Regions from separate parts of the Ovis aries genome. Here region 2 is linked to region 1. The links are chromatin contacts, called in public Hi-C maps. All regions are on one chromosome and are shown on one strand. Each heading gives the region's core, a stretch centred on a gene start, on an enhancer-like site or on the middle of the called end of the contact. The rest is flanking DNA. Distances are from core to core; before and after follow the strand shown. Region 1 has its middle 7.0 kb from the start of TRNAC-GCA. Region 2 holds the start of ZNF746 (zinc finger protein 746).

Evidence for each region. Hi-C and Micro-C count contacts between places; a contact is called where the count stands out from the background.
Region 2: a contact with region 1 is called in a Hi-C map of hypothalamus, with 1.8 times the contacts expected there. The contact joins the promoter of ZNF746 here to the enhancer-like site in region 1. A contact is called at or near these places in 4 of 16 Hi-C or Micro-C datasets (blood and hypothalamus).

Annotation. Positions count from the first base shown.
Region 1 is chr4:113,576,080-113,582,240 of ARS-UI_Ramb_v3.0, reverse strand. No RefSeq gene overlaps it. Among named protein-coding and RNA genes, the nearest start is that of TRNAC-GCA, 7.0 kb to the right of the region's middle. Within about 2 kb of position 3,425, at least 10 of the 54 cell types and tissues checked have an H3K27ac peak or open chromatin away from gene starts, as enhancers often do. A contact at or near this core is called in hypothalamus, where this site is marked.
Region 2 is chr4:113,661,669-113,667,518 of ARS-UI_Ramb_v3.0, reverse strand. It overlaps ZNF746 (zinc finger protein 746), which reads left to right and starts at 4,182. Exons shown (of 8, transcript XM_042248987.2): 1 at 4,182-4,432. The coding sequence starts at 4,409.

The DNA.
Region 1 (6,161 bases), core at 2,176-4,675:
GGGTGTTCATTTTACCAAAAGGATTAACTTGCCTTAGCATGTTATTGTCATATCACTAACTTTCAAAATTTAATTTACAACCCTTTCCCCCCCAAATGAAAATAGCATTGTTGTTTTTTTTACTTACTGTAAAGGAAACGTCTGAGTCCCAGAGAATAAAAACTTATCTCAGAACTGAATGAGCCCATTATTTCTCCACGAGAAAGTATTAAGTCTCATCCGTAAATGTACCAGAAGAGGTTCATTTTATTTACCACCCAGTAGGAAGACTTGAAGCCATCTCCGCAACTGTGAAATTAAACGGCTTGCTTGGAAGTGTTCCCTTTCTCTCTGTAGAAACTAAATCTATATTTTAGAAACTCTTTCAGAGTCAGGACACAAAATCTTCATCAAATTTGTAACGATCAGCCAAGTTTTCTGCACGTCATCTGTCTGTTTTCAAGTTTTTGGTTTTAGCCCCAGAATTCCTTGTTTAAATAAAACCATTTTCAGAAGCTAAATATGTAAAATAGTTGGAGGCAGAGGGGCTGGGGTTGGGGGCGGGGGGTGGGCTGCTAAACCCACCTGTTCAGCCCTCCCGGCCTTGGGGGCTGCACTGAGGGGGTCTCTGAGGAGGAAGCTGCTTTAAACCCCACCCCATGCCCCCACGGCAAGTTCTACCAACCCCCTCCCTCGCTTCAGTATTTCCCAGCCTCAATCCAAACTGTGTGTTTAAGGTATCCATTGACACATTCCGTGCTTACTCCTTTGATAGGGCACAGGATTTAAGCTGATTTCTTCCTTTTAGGGTACACCTACACCTCTGCTGGAGAAGGAAATGGGAAGCCAGTCCAGTATTCTTGCCTGGGAAATCCCATGGGCAGAGGAGCCTAGCCGGCTACAGTCCCTGGGGTCACAAGAGTTTTGGACGCGTCTGAGCAACTCAACAGCAACAGCACCTCTCTAGTCTCTATAACCTCTACGTTACCAGGCAGATGTCCGTATCAGGTTCTGCAGTGAGCCTCTATAAATCTCACCAGAGAAGTCTGGCGGGCTAACACCCACCACGAATTCCTGGAAGGCTGAAGGAAATAGCAGCACAGATGTCCAGAAAAGCCCTGTCAGAAGCTGTAAGGATCCCAGAAGTTATTTTTACAGCCATCACTTATTTCCACTGCAGAGGCAAGGGAGGATCAGGCCAAGTTGCAGCCCAAGGACCTCAAACACACAACCTGACTGCGGGGCATGGCGGGGGAGGGGGGGCGGCTTTGAGGGTCTCTCTTCTCTGGGCTGCCCTGGGCTCCCCTCCGGGCTATCCTGGGCTCCAGAGCGTCCTGTCCCTGGCATGGGCCCTGGGCAGCCTACATGTACTCGACCTCCTCAAGGGCAGGCTTCAGGTCATCCCCATGCTGGCTCCAGCATCTGGTCCAAGCGAGGCACTCTACTGTTGAATTAAGCAGGGAATAAGACAGGTGAAAATGTGCAGGAAAGAAACGAGAAAAATGCACAAATAAAACCCAGAACTTCTGTCCAGTTGGGATGCAGATGATCTCCTCATTCAAGCTAATCCAAGCCTGTAAAAGATGGCACAGAAAATTTATCCTTCCCTCTGATATCTCAGCCCAAATATCAGGTAGAATCCCCAGGTCACTGCCTGATCCTCTTAACCAGTCGCAGGGTGGCTTAGAGTGATGACAGAAATCCTTCTGGGCTGCCCTGCCTTTCCAAGGAAGGTCACCCAGAGACCCAATAAGGAGTCCAAGGGCAGGCAGGCAGCAGAGCTAGACTGCAGGGGCATGGAGGAGTGCCATCTCCCTGGCATTCAGGGAGGCCTCCCCCCTTTCCGGGGCTGGCTGAGCTGTTAGATTGTCACTCCTGTGTTTGCACAGGACAGCAGCGATTCCAGGGGCAACACGTAACACACACACACACACACACACACACACACACACACACACACACACACACACATCGGGACCCCTGCGTAGAGTCCTCTCCCAATCCCAGGCCCCCAGCCCCTTGAAGACTTCCCTGGGGACCCTCCGAGCCCGCCGGGCTCCCTAGGGTACTGCCGCGCCCGTCCTCAGCCTCTCTCTACGGCCTCGCAGTTCCATCAATCTGGGCCCCGAGAGTCAGCCCCTGTGAAATGGGAACAGACTGCGTCTGTTCCCCAGGGCTCTGTGAGCAACGCCGCAGGATGATGGAGCCAGGCCTTAATTTTTTTTTAATCTATATATTTTTAAGTTAAAGATTGGATTTTTTATAGCTTTATATAGTTATGTTCTAAATAAATGTGTATTATTTTGTAAACTTAATTTCTAGGGACCTGCATTTTTCAGATTCCTCGGTCGACGCGACCCCTCCCCGCTCACCAGCCGGCCCAAACGCCCTGAGCGCGCGCAGGCCACCGCCAGGCCCTGGGCCTCGCTCGGGCGCGGGCGCCACGTGGGACGGCGGCCGGCGCGTGCTGCCCCCTGCCGGCCAGAGCCCGGAGCCCGGAGGCCGCCGCGCCGCACCTGGCCGCCCGCGGCCGCTCTAGGAACGCGGGGGCCTCTCGGTGGTGGCGCGGGGCCGCCGTCGCGCGCCCAGGAAGGGGCCGTGCCCGGAGCCCGGGGTCCGCTGCGCGGGAGCTTCTCGTAGGCGCGCCCGGCCTCCCCTACCGAGCTGGTGGCCCGCCGCCGTCCTGGCGCGCCCGGGGACCAGCCCCCTGGGGCCGAAGCCGCTCTGGTTTTCTTGTGTTTCTGCCCCCCCACGCTCCGGCGGGCCCCCGAGCGTCGCGGGGCGCGTTCTTTGTGCAGATCCGAGTGTTGGGAGCCCGCGGGTGCGGAGGGGAGGCCTCGGCTCTGAGGAGAGCGGAGCGCCGAGACGTGCCCCACCCCGTGGGCTCCAAGCCGCTCCGAGGAGAAGCGCGGAAAGGAAATCCCCGCAAATCGCGGAGAACGAAGGAGGAGGGGGTGGCCCCCGCAATGGACCCGGGAATTAGAGATGCGGACCCTGTCCCGCGCTGCGCTCCGTTTCGCCCACTTCTCTCCGACTCGAGTCGGTTGAGCTAGTGGCAGATGTATTTACACCAGGCGGAGGCGGACCTTGAGAAGCTGACGATGGGCCCCGACTGGTTATTTGTTTGCTTCTTGATGTATTTTCCAATATGTTTAGTTATTTCCAAAAGTTGGCATTGCCCTGTCAAAGGGTATTGGCCCCTTTTTTTTAAGGCTTTTGATGTATGTTACGAAACCGTTCTCCAGGAGGGACACCGGCTCAGCTTCTTGTGGGGTGGAGGGAAGGTTAGGTAGGGTACCGGCTGGCCAAGCTGGGAAACTGGGAAGGTTGGGCAGGATGGGGGTTGAGAATCACCCAGCATTTAAGGGCCACATGTGGTTCCCTGTGAGTGATGACCGGGTCAGGCAGTGTCTTGGAGACCGTGCCCTGGGTCCTACTGAGGGGCTGACTCTCAGTGGATGTCAGCGCTTCTGGAACACTGGGCAGCCAGAGGGAGCCTTTAAAAGTGCAGGTCCTCTCTTGGCTCTGTGAGTGAAATCCAGAATTCCATCAGGACCCTGCCTGCCTCTCGAGCACTAGGTTGGAAATCCTGTTTCCTAGGGCTGTGTAGCAAAGTACCAGAAACTGAGTGGCTTCACACAACAGAAATTTATTGGCTAAAAAAGTCCCAAATCAAGGTCAGGTGATATGAGGGTTGGTTCTTCCTGGAGGCTCTGAGGGAGACTGTTCCACGCCTCAGTCCTCCCTTCACTGTGGGCAACCCACCGTGTCCTGGGCCTGTGGACACATCACTCCGGCGTCTGTCCTCACCTGGCGTTCCCGTGTGTCTCTAGTTCTGTGTCTCTTTGTATAAGGACAGTCATCATGTTAGATAAAGGACTCACCCGGATCTTGTACGACTTCATCCTACTTAACTATCTGCAAGGACCCTACTTCCAAGGAGTGCCACATCCCAGGTTCCTAAAAGGACAAGGGTTTGAGGGGACGCTGCCCAACCCACAAGAGGCCGTCCCCTCTCCCTGCACTCCAGCGTCCTGCCTTCTCTCCATTCCCCTGGCTCAGCCCCCACCCCCTCGCCCATCCTGGACCGCTGATGTCCACCTCACGTCCCCTCCTCCTGCAGGGTGTTCTGGAGATGTCACTGCCTCGGGAAAGCTCTCTCGAGCTGCACAGACGAGGGTTGCCCTGTTCTGTTTTTCGGGCTCCCGGCCCGAAGTGCGTGAGTCACAGCGTGTTGCTCTCCCGTGGGCCTGCTCCTCCAGAAAGTCGCCCTGGTGACAGCAGGAACCAGGCCACCTGGGTGAACACGAACAGACCGAACAGACCGAAACTCGTGGCCATAGGTGCTTACAGACTGAGCTGGGGAGCCTGTCTCAATCGGACAGGCCCCATGTCGGGCCCACTGAAGAGCCCATCAGGAAGGTCTCCGAGGCAGGGGCCCCTGGACCCATAGGGAGACAGACCTGCATTCAGTGCAGGCTCCACTCTGACCCCGTCAAAACTTACAAGACTTCTGTAGGCTGCCCCTACCCCACCTCGATGCCCTGTGTCTTGTCCCTTTATACTGTTTACATTCCTCCATCCATCCTGCCAAGCCAGCTCCCTCCTTAGGGCCTTGGTTGTCTCCACCCAGAGCCCAGAGCGCTCTGCATCCAAATTTCTACACCCTGGCTTCTTACCATTCAGACTTCAGCTCCAATCGTCACTTCCTGATGACCCCATCTCACTACCGCCCCACCCTGTCATCTTCCATCACATCCACCTGCTTTATTTTCCTACAATATTTTCAGTATCGGAAATGATTTTGTTCATTTGTTTGTTTTGCTGTTTGTCATTCTAACCTCTCGGGATATAAGCTCCATGAAGTCAAGGACCTTGTTTGCCTGTTCGCTGCTGAACCCTCAGTGCCAGACTAGAACCCAGAACACCATGGGTGCTTCCCAAGAGTTTGTTGAATGACCAAATGACAGTTAACCCCTCCAGTATCTGTTTTTCCGTCTACAAAATAATCTGAGCTACTTTATAGGAGAAAATAATTGTACCTACCTCAAAGGGAGGATTAGAAGAGGTATGTGCAGTCCCACCAAAGTAGTAAACACTCAACATATCGAGCCTTTATCAATATTTTATATTGACATCCAGCCTAACATGGAGGGGGACCAGAGGGCAGATGTGGTGGTAACTGTTTCAGATCCCTGGAGGTGATTACAGAGGCTGATTCAACCCTTCTGTTCTTTCAGTTACCCAACCTTTGCTACAAAAGGATGGAAGAAGTATGGTTAACAGCCTGGAACTTGGACCAAGAGGTCTTGAAAATGAGTGTCTTGGAAATTTTCTGAGACTGTGTCCTCATCTGCAAAATGGACATAATTATCCCTTATCAAAGCTTTAGTGGGTTATATGTAAATTATAATGCATATTTCCCAAATTAGTATCCAGATGTTTTGTCTTAAAGCAATTATTGATTAATTATATCATAGCAAATGGTATTGTTTGCAATTACTGGAAGGGAATATGCTTAAATTTGTTTTTCTTTTCTGATTTTGAAAGTAATACATTATATTGCAGAAAATTTGGAGGATGTAGAAAGTATGAAGATGAAAGTTTTAGAATCAGCAATAATCCCCCCTGCTTTTAGTCCTCATCTTTATGCCATGGAATGAACGATGCAAATTTAAATGCATCAGCAAGAGGAACAGTGATGCCAGCAGGTCCATGGACTTGGGCATCCCAGAAGGTAGGTTGGCTTCCCGAGAAGCCATGGAAAGTACCTGCTTGATGGAGTCTCGGGAATGACTAGGCGGGAGAAGAGGTCAGGAGGAGGGACTGGTCTTTTAAGGCTGTGGCCTGAGAAGGGCATTTGAGTATAGATTAAGAGGCCCTGATTTGGATTCAGAAATATTTCCATGTCCTTAAAAGGAAAACAAATATTTTTTACATTTCTAGGTAGTTTATGAAAATAAAACAGTACTGAAAATATTTTTACATTTGAGATAATGCTCTCTGTCATTTAACACACAATCCCCTGGCTTTAAAAATATCAGTGACCTAGTCATTCACTCAACTGAGCTGTTCCCTTCTTCCTTGCATTGGGGTTTTTTAAACCTCCCTCGGAGATTCTAATGGTGCTTCCCAGGTGGCTAGTGGCAAAGAATCCACCTGCCAATGCAGGAGATGCAAGA
Region 2 (5,850 bases), core at 2,933-5,432, 85 kb before region 1:
TTTAAAAATTCAAATAATCATAGGAGCGTTACAGAGCGACAACAAGATTTACCAGTTCAGCTCAGTCGCTCAGTCGTGTCCAGCTCTTTGTGACCCCATGGACTGCAGCATGCCAGGCCTCCCTATCCATCACCAATTCCCAGAGCCTACTCAAATTCATGTCCCTTGCGTCGGTGATGCCATCCAACCATCTCATCCTCTGTCATCCTTTCCCAGCATCAGGGTATTTTCCAGTGAGTCAGTTCTTCACATCAGGTGGCCAAACGATTAGAGCTTCCGCTTCAGCATCAGTCCTTCCAATGAATATTCAGGACTGATTTCCTTTAGGATGGACTGGTTGGATCTCCTCGTAGTCCCAGGGGCTCTGAAGAGTCTTCTCCAACACCACAGTTCAAGAACATCAATTCTTGAGCACCTGACTTTCTTTATAGTCCAACTCTCACATCCGTACATGACTACTGGAAAAAACATAGCCTTAACCTTTGTTGGCAAAGTAATGTCTCTGCTTTTTAACGTGCCGTCTGGGCTGGATCGTTAAAGCATGGCCACTCAATACAACTTCCGGTTTGCTAAGAGTTTTTCAGGCAGTGCTCAGACCATAGGACACACACAGGCTTGTCTGGCCTTGAGCACCACGGTGTCAAACATTTGTGAAGTGCTGGTCTCCAGTCTATTCATCCCCTTGTATCCCACTCCTGCTTCGTTTGGTCAGAACTCACCTCACCTCACGCTTGGACTCTTGCAGTAGCAGCCGCCTGACCAATGTTACATCCCTCTCGACCCCTCCTGCCCATCACCTTCAGGGACATCTCTGTGTCAGCACCGTGACTGGCTTATTCCCTGCTTGACCTTTGTTATCTAACCCAGCGCCCCCCACCCCCAGAATAAAGTCTGTAAAGCTTGTTATAATACGACTCAGTCCATTTTCCTTTGTGACTCAAAGTCCTAACTGATCACGTTCCTTCTCTGAAACGGGCTTTGTACCCTCTGGCCCCCCTTTTTTCTATGCTGTCCCCCAGCTCACATCTCTGCTACCATCCTCTGGTCTGGGATGCTCTCTGATTATTAACATCCTTCAAGATCCAGTTCAAACATTATCTACTTTACAAGGTTGACTCTGAAGAAAAAAGAAAACATATATATCTGTATATTTAGTGTATGTGTGTGCACACGCATGCACACATGCACACACACAGACACTTTCCTACCAGTTGTGTGCAAGGCTGTCTACCCGTCTTGGGGAATACAAAGAGGAGCAAGTCACTGTCCTTGCCCAGAGATGTACCCAGTGCAAAGGGCCAGAGTAGGAGATGAGGACTGACACTGGACGAGGCTCACAAACTCTATAGGCTTTTCATGCCCACAACTCTCTTTGGAGGAAGGTAATCCCTGGTAGATCTCTCTACATAAAGCTGCTGGCTATTTTGCCAAGTACAAAATGTTAGCCTAGCAGTGCTCTTCTGCCCTCCAACCAGCTTTGAGGGCCTTGGCTTGGGGCACCACCTATTAGATGAAAGAACCAACCCGATCAGATCTTCTCTCCTGGGAAGAATTCACACAGATGGTCACTGAAGGCCAGGCTGCATCTGCCCCCGTGCTGTTCTCCTCCTCCACAAGGCAGGTGATGGGTCCCGTCATAGAAGCACCATCACCATGGAGGTAACACCTCTGTTTCCTTGAGAATGAAGAAGCCCCTTCTCCAAGGTAATCTGGGAGGTGATTGACACATGGTGTCATGAGAACATAAGTGTTAAGTCACTTCAGTTGTGTCCAGCTCTTGCACTCTGTGGACTGTAGTCTGCCAGGTTCCTCTATCCATGGGATTCTCCAGGCAGGAGTACTGGAGTGGATTGCCCTGCCTCCTCCAGGGGATCTTCCCAACCCAGGGACCAAATCTGAGTCTCTTCTGTCTCCTGCACTGGTAGGCGGTTCTTTACCCATAATGCCACCTTGGAAGCCCAAGCTAGTACATGAGTCACCACCAGACAGGCCACAGTGAGAGGAGCGGACCCAGTAGTGTTCAGCTGGGTCCAGTGTCAAAGCAGATGAGTGCAAAAGAAAGGCCAGGCCCAGGAAGGTTTGCAGAATAGCCTGATGTAATCTGGGTCTACATGTGAGCAAGGAGAGCCCCAGAGAGGCTGGCAGATGGGCCCAAGTAAATAATAGAACCAGTAAATAATAGAACTTTCACATCCTAGAACCTGAGTTCTCCCCACAGTAACCCCATTGCACAAGGCCCAACATAGACAAGACTTGGCTAGGTTCTGACAGCCTTTTTTTTTAAATCAAGGACTTTTCTGTGAAGCTAAGGAAGCTTCAGACAGCATCCCTTGTGTCACCTGTGTATGGACTTTTTAAAACTTGGAATTTTGTGAAGATTTTTTTTTTCATATTCCCCAATTATACAAGCTTCAGGGATGCACCCTTGGTACAGGGGATGGGTTATTTGGGAAGGAAAGATGATATGGAAGAAAAGCTAAAAGGAAAAGAAAAAAAAAGGTAAAGGAGCCCGGGGCAGATTCCAGAACATTCTCCTGCAGTGAGTGGGTCGCCTTTTCCTGCTCACGAATTTCCTCCAAAAGGCCAAAGGGTGCAAGGGCTCCAATTAGGAATCCCCTATCCCCCATCACACTCCCACATTTGAGAGGCAAGGTCGGAGGGTGGGGCGCACATCAGAAACCAGCTGGGCTAGCTAGCATCAGTGAGAAAAAGAAAGTCAGGCACCCGAAAAGACCTCCCGCAAAGGCAACACTGTGAGTAAAGTGTCGCCTCCCCCACACCCTCTCCTCCTGGGGAGATTCCACGTTCATACACAAAGTACGCATGCGGGATGACCCCCTTGCGGCATGTTCAGCTCCAGGCGATGGTGAGAAAACAAAGGGCACCTTAAGGCCCGGGGCGGCCAGAGCCGCAGCCCTGCGGAGTACCGAGCACGTGGTGCGCAGGTCCCTCTCCGCCCAGGAGTCCGATTTAGAAGAAATGCTGGGCGGCAATGCATCTGCACTGCCACACGGGGGCGTCAGTCAGAGTCGCTTTCTGTCCGCCCGTTCCGGTTCGCCTTTAGAGGAGTTCTGCGACTTATTTTTCTCTCCTCGTTTAAAAAATACTACTCTTGCTATTACAAAATATTTTTAAAACATTACTGTCGTTACTACAAAACGTAAAGCATCTAAGTTAGAAAATGCACAAAAATGGCTTGCGGTCTGATTGTTAGAGAACTACTTAGACCATACGCTTCCAAACCTTCCAATGATTATGTAATCATGATATACCTAATATATATTATATACATAATATATAAAATCATATAACCATCCTTGACAGACTTCTCTTAAAGTGTCATGAACATCTTCCCTTACCAACTTTTTGAGCGAAATAATTTCAGGTATTGGTGTCGTGTTCCGTTGTCCACTGCATTAAAAAACATTTTTATAGGTCACCCGCACGTTAGAGAAAGTTGCAAGTGCTGCCTACCGGGATATAGTGAACTATATTCTTATTGCTGGAAGGACGTTTTTCATTTCAACTCGAAGGTGAACAGGAGGGACCGCTGGCCAAGGAAGTGAACACACAGAAGCCCCGAGCGCGGGGGCCCGGACCCAAAGCCGCAGAGGCGACGTGGCTGCGGCCCCTGGGGAGACGGCGCGGGCCTCCCGGGACTGGCATGGGGAGGGGCGGCCCGGCTGGTCCCTGCAGCGGGGAGATTCCCTCGGGGCGCAGGGGGACCGAAGCCCGAGACGCTCGCGGCCCCGCGGGCAGGTCGGACGCTGAGTCCAAGCGGCGAGTCTAAGCGCGCGCCTGGCCGCGGCCGGTGGGTCCGGGCGTCGGGGAACCTGGGGATCGGAGTGTCGGCGGGGTGGCGCGCCAGTTGGCCGGTAGATCGAGGGAGCCGGAGAATCGGCGGGCCGGTGGATCGGGCGGCCGGTTAGTCGGTGGGTTGGCGGGGGCCGGGAGCTGGGGTGAGGGGGAGTGTGGGCAAGTCGGCTGGGCAGGGGTTGGGGGAGTCGGGGGTTTGCTGGGCCGGCGGGCAGGGCAGCGTCCGGGGGCTCGGCGGGCAGGCGGGCCGTGGGGCGGGGCGGGGCGGGGCGGGCGCCGCGCCTGCCGTTCGCCTCTCCGGGCTGCAGGTGGGGCTGTGCGGCCGCGCTGCCTCCAGGAAGCCTCACGGGCCTGCGCCGGCTCCCAGGATGCAGTGTGGACCGGCCGGGCGCTGACGGCGGCGGCGCGTCTGCGGGCGGAGCGGCGCGGGCCGGCCAGCGAGAAGCGCGGCGACGCGGGCGGGGACGGCGGGGCCGAGCGGGCGCCGCCTGCGGAGAGGCCGGGGGCCGGCCTGCGTGGGGCCGCGCGGCGGCGGCGGCGGCGGCGGCGGCGGCGACGACTTCCTCCGGGCCGGGCCGGACAGCGCAGGGCCATGGCCGAGGCGGCCGCGGCTCCGGTAAGGGCGGCCCGCGCGCACGGACGCGCGGACTCGGGGGCCCCCGGGGCGGCCGGGGCCCAGCACACGGCGCCGCAGGCCCTGGGGAGGAGCTCCGGGGGCCGGGCCGGGCCGCCGGGCCTGGGGCTCCGGGCGAGCGGGACGCGGGGTACGCCGGGGCCTACGGCGCCCGCCGGCCGGCTGGGCGCCCCCACCTCCCCGTTCTGGGCCGAGCCTGAGCCCGGCGGAACCGGTCGTCCCCGCACCGCGGGCCGCCCCTCGCCGAGTTCCTGCTGCCCTCCGGGGCTTCCTGCCCCCGCCCCATCCGCTGCGCCCCCCCCAATCGCGCGCGCCCCCCACCACCACCACCCCGCGTCTCCTTTCTCTGCCCACCGCTCGCTACCCCCCAGCTCCCCCCAGCGGCCTGGTGGCACCTGGGAGGTGTCCGGAGCGGCCGCGACTCCGCAGGCACCGAGTCCCCCTCTGCGCGCCCAGCTCCTGGGGTTGGGGGGGTGGGGGGCGGTTCGGGGCGGGGAGACAGCTGCTCCCCCCGGTTTCGTAGAGGTAGGCGCCGCACCAGCCGTTAGGCGTGATTTTGTCCGCGCAGCAAACCTAGGCGGGGGTAGGTCCTCACTGTCATGAAAAACCCGAGGCCTAGAGAAGTTAACTTGCCCAGGATCGCACAGCTGGCAAGTGCGTGGGAAGAGAGGGTCGCTCTGTGTGCTGGACACTCGACGCCTCTGGGCAAGCAGACAGGTACACTTGGTGATGGCGAAGGGAAACACGAAAGAGGCAGGGGCCCGGGCCTGGGCTGCTGAGATGCGAGTGGGGCTTGCAGGGGAAGGCTCGGGTTTCACCAGCCTGTGCGCGGACCCGGTGGAGCTTTCCCGATAGGATAGGAGGCTTGGACACGGAGAGGCGGGCCCCGGGCCGGCTTGTTCGAGGAGGAGTCCGTTTGCCTGGAAAAGGTGGTTTAGGTAGGGAAGCAGGGGGAGAGGAGGCCGCGGGAGAGTTGGAAGGGGTGTGAGGGCCTGGACTGCATCATCCCTGGTGGGGAGCCACTGAAGGCTTTGGCCGTTCTCTTCCCATCGGTGGCTCCCAGGCGGAGAGTTTCCGCTTCCCTGGCAGGAGCCTTGCGGCCAGCCCCATGTGTCCGCTCACCCTTCAGTGAGGAGAGGGCCTTGAGCAGTGGCCTCCTCCCACCAAATAGTGTGGAAGCCTTCTAGGAGGCTCCCTGGGCCCCCGTTAAAATGTCAGGAAACTGGGTGGTGCCTTTGTTTATAAGGTCAGAGTTTATGCAAAGGCCCTTTTCTTGCAGCACAAAGATGATAAGGGCAGTCAGATGCTCTTGGAGGAGGTTAAGTAGGATTTTAGGAGATATGGAGCTGGGCAATAAAGTGAAGACACTTGTTAGTGTCTGGGGCCCTATGTCAGGGACT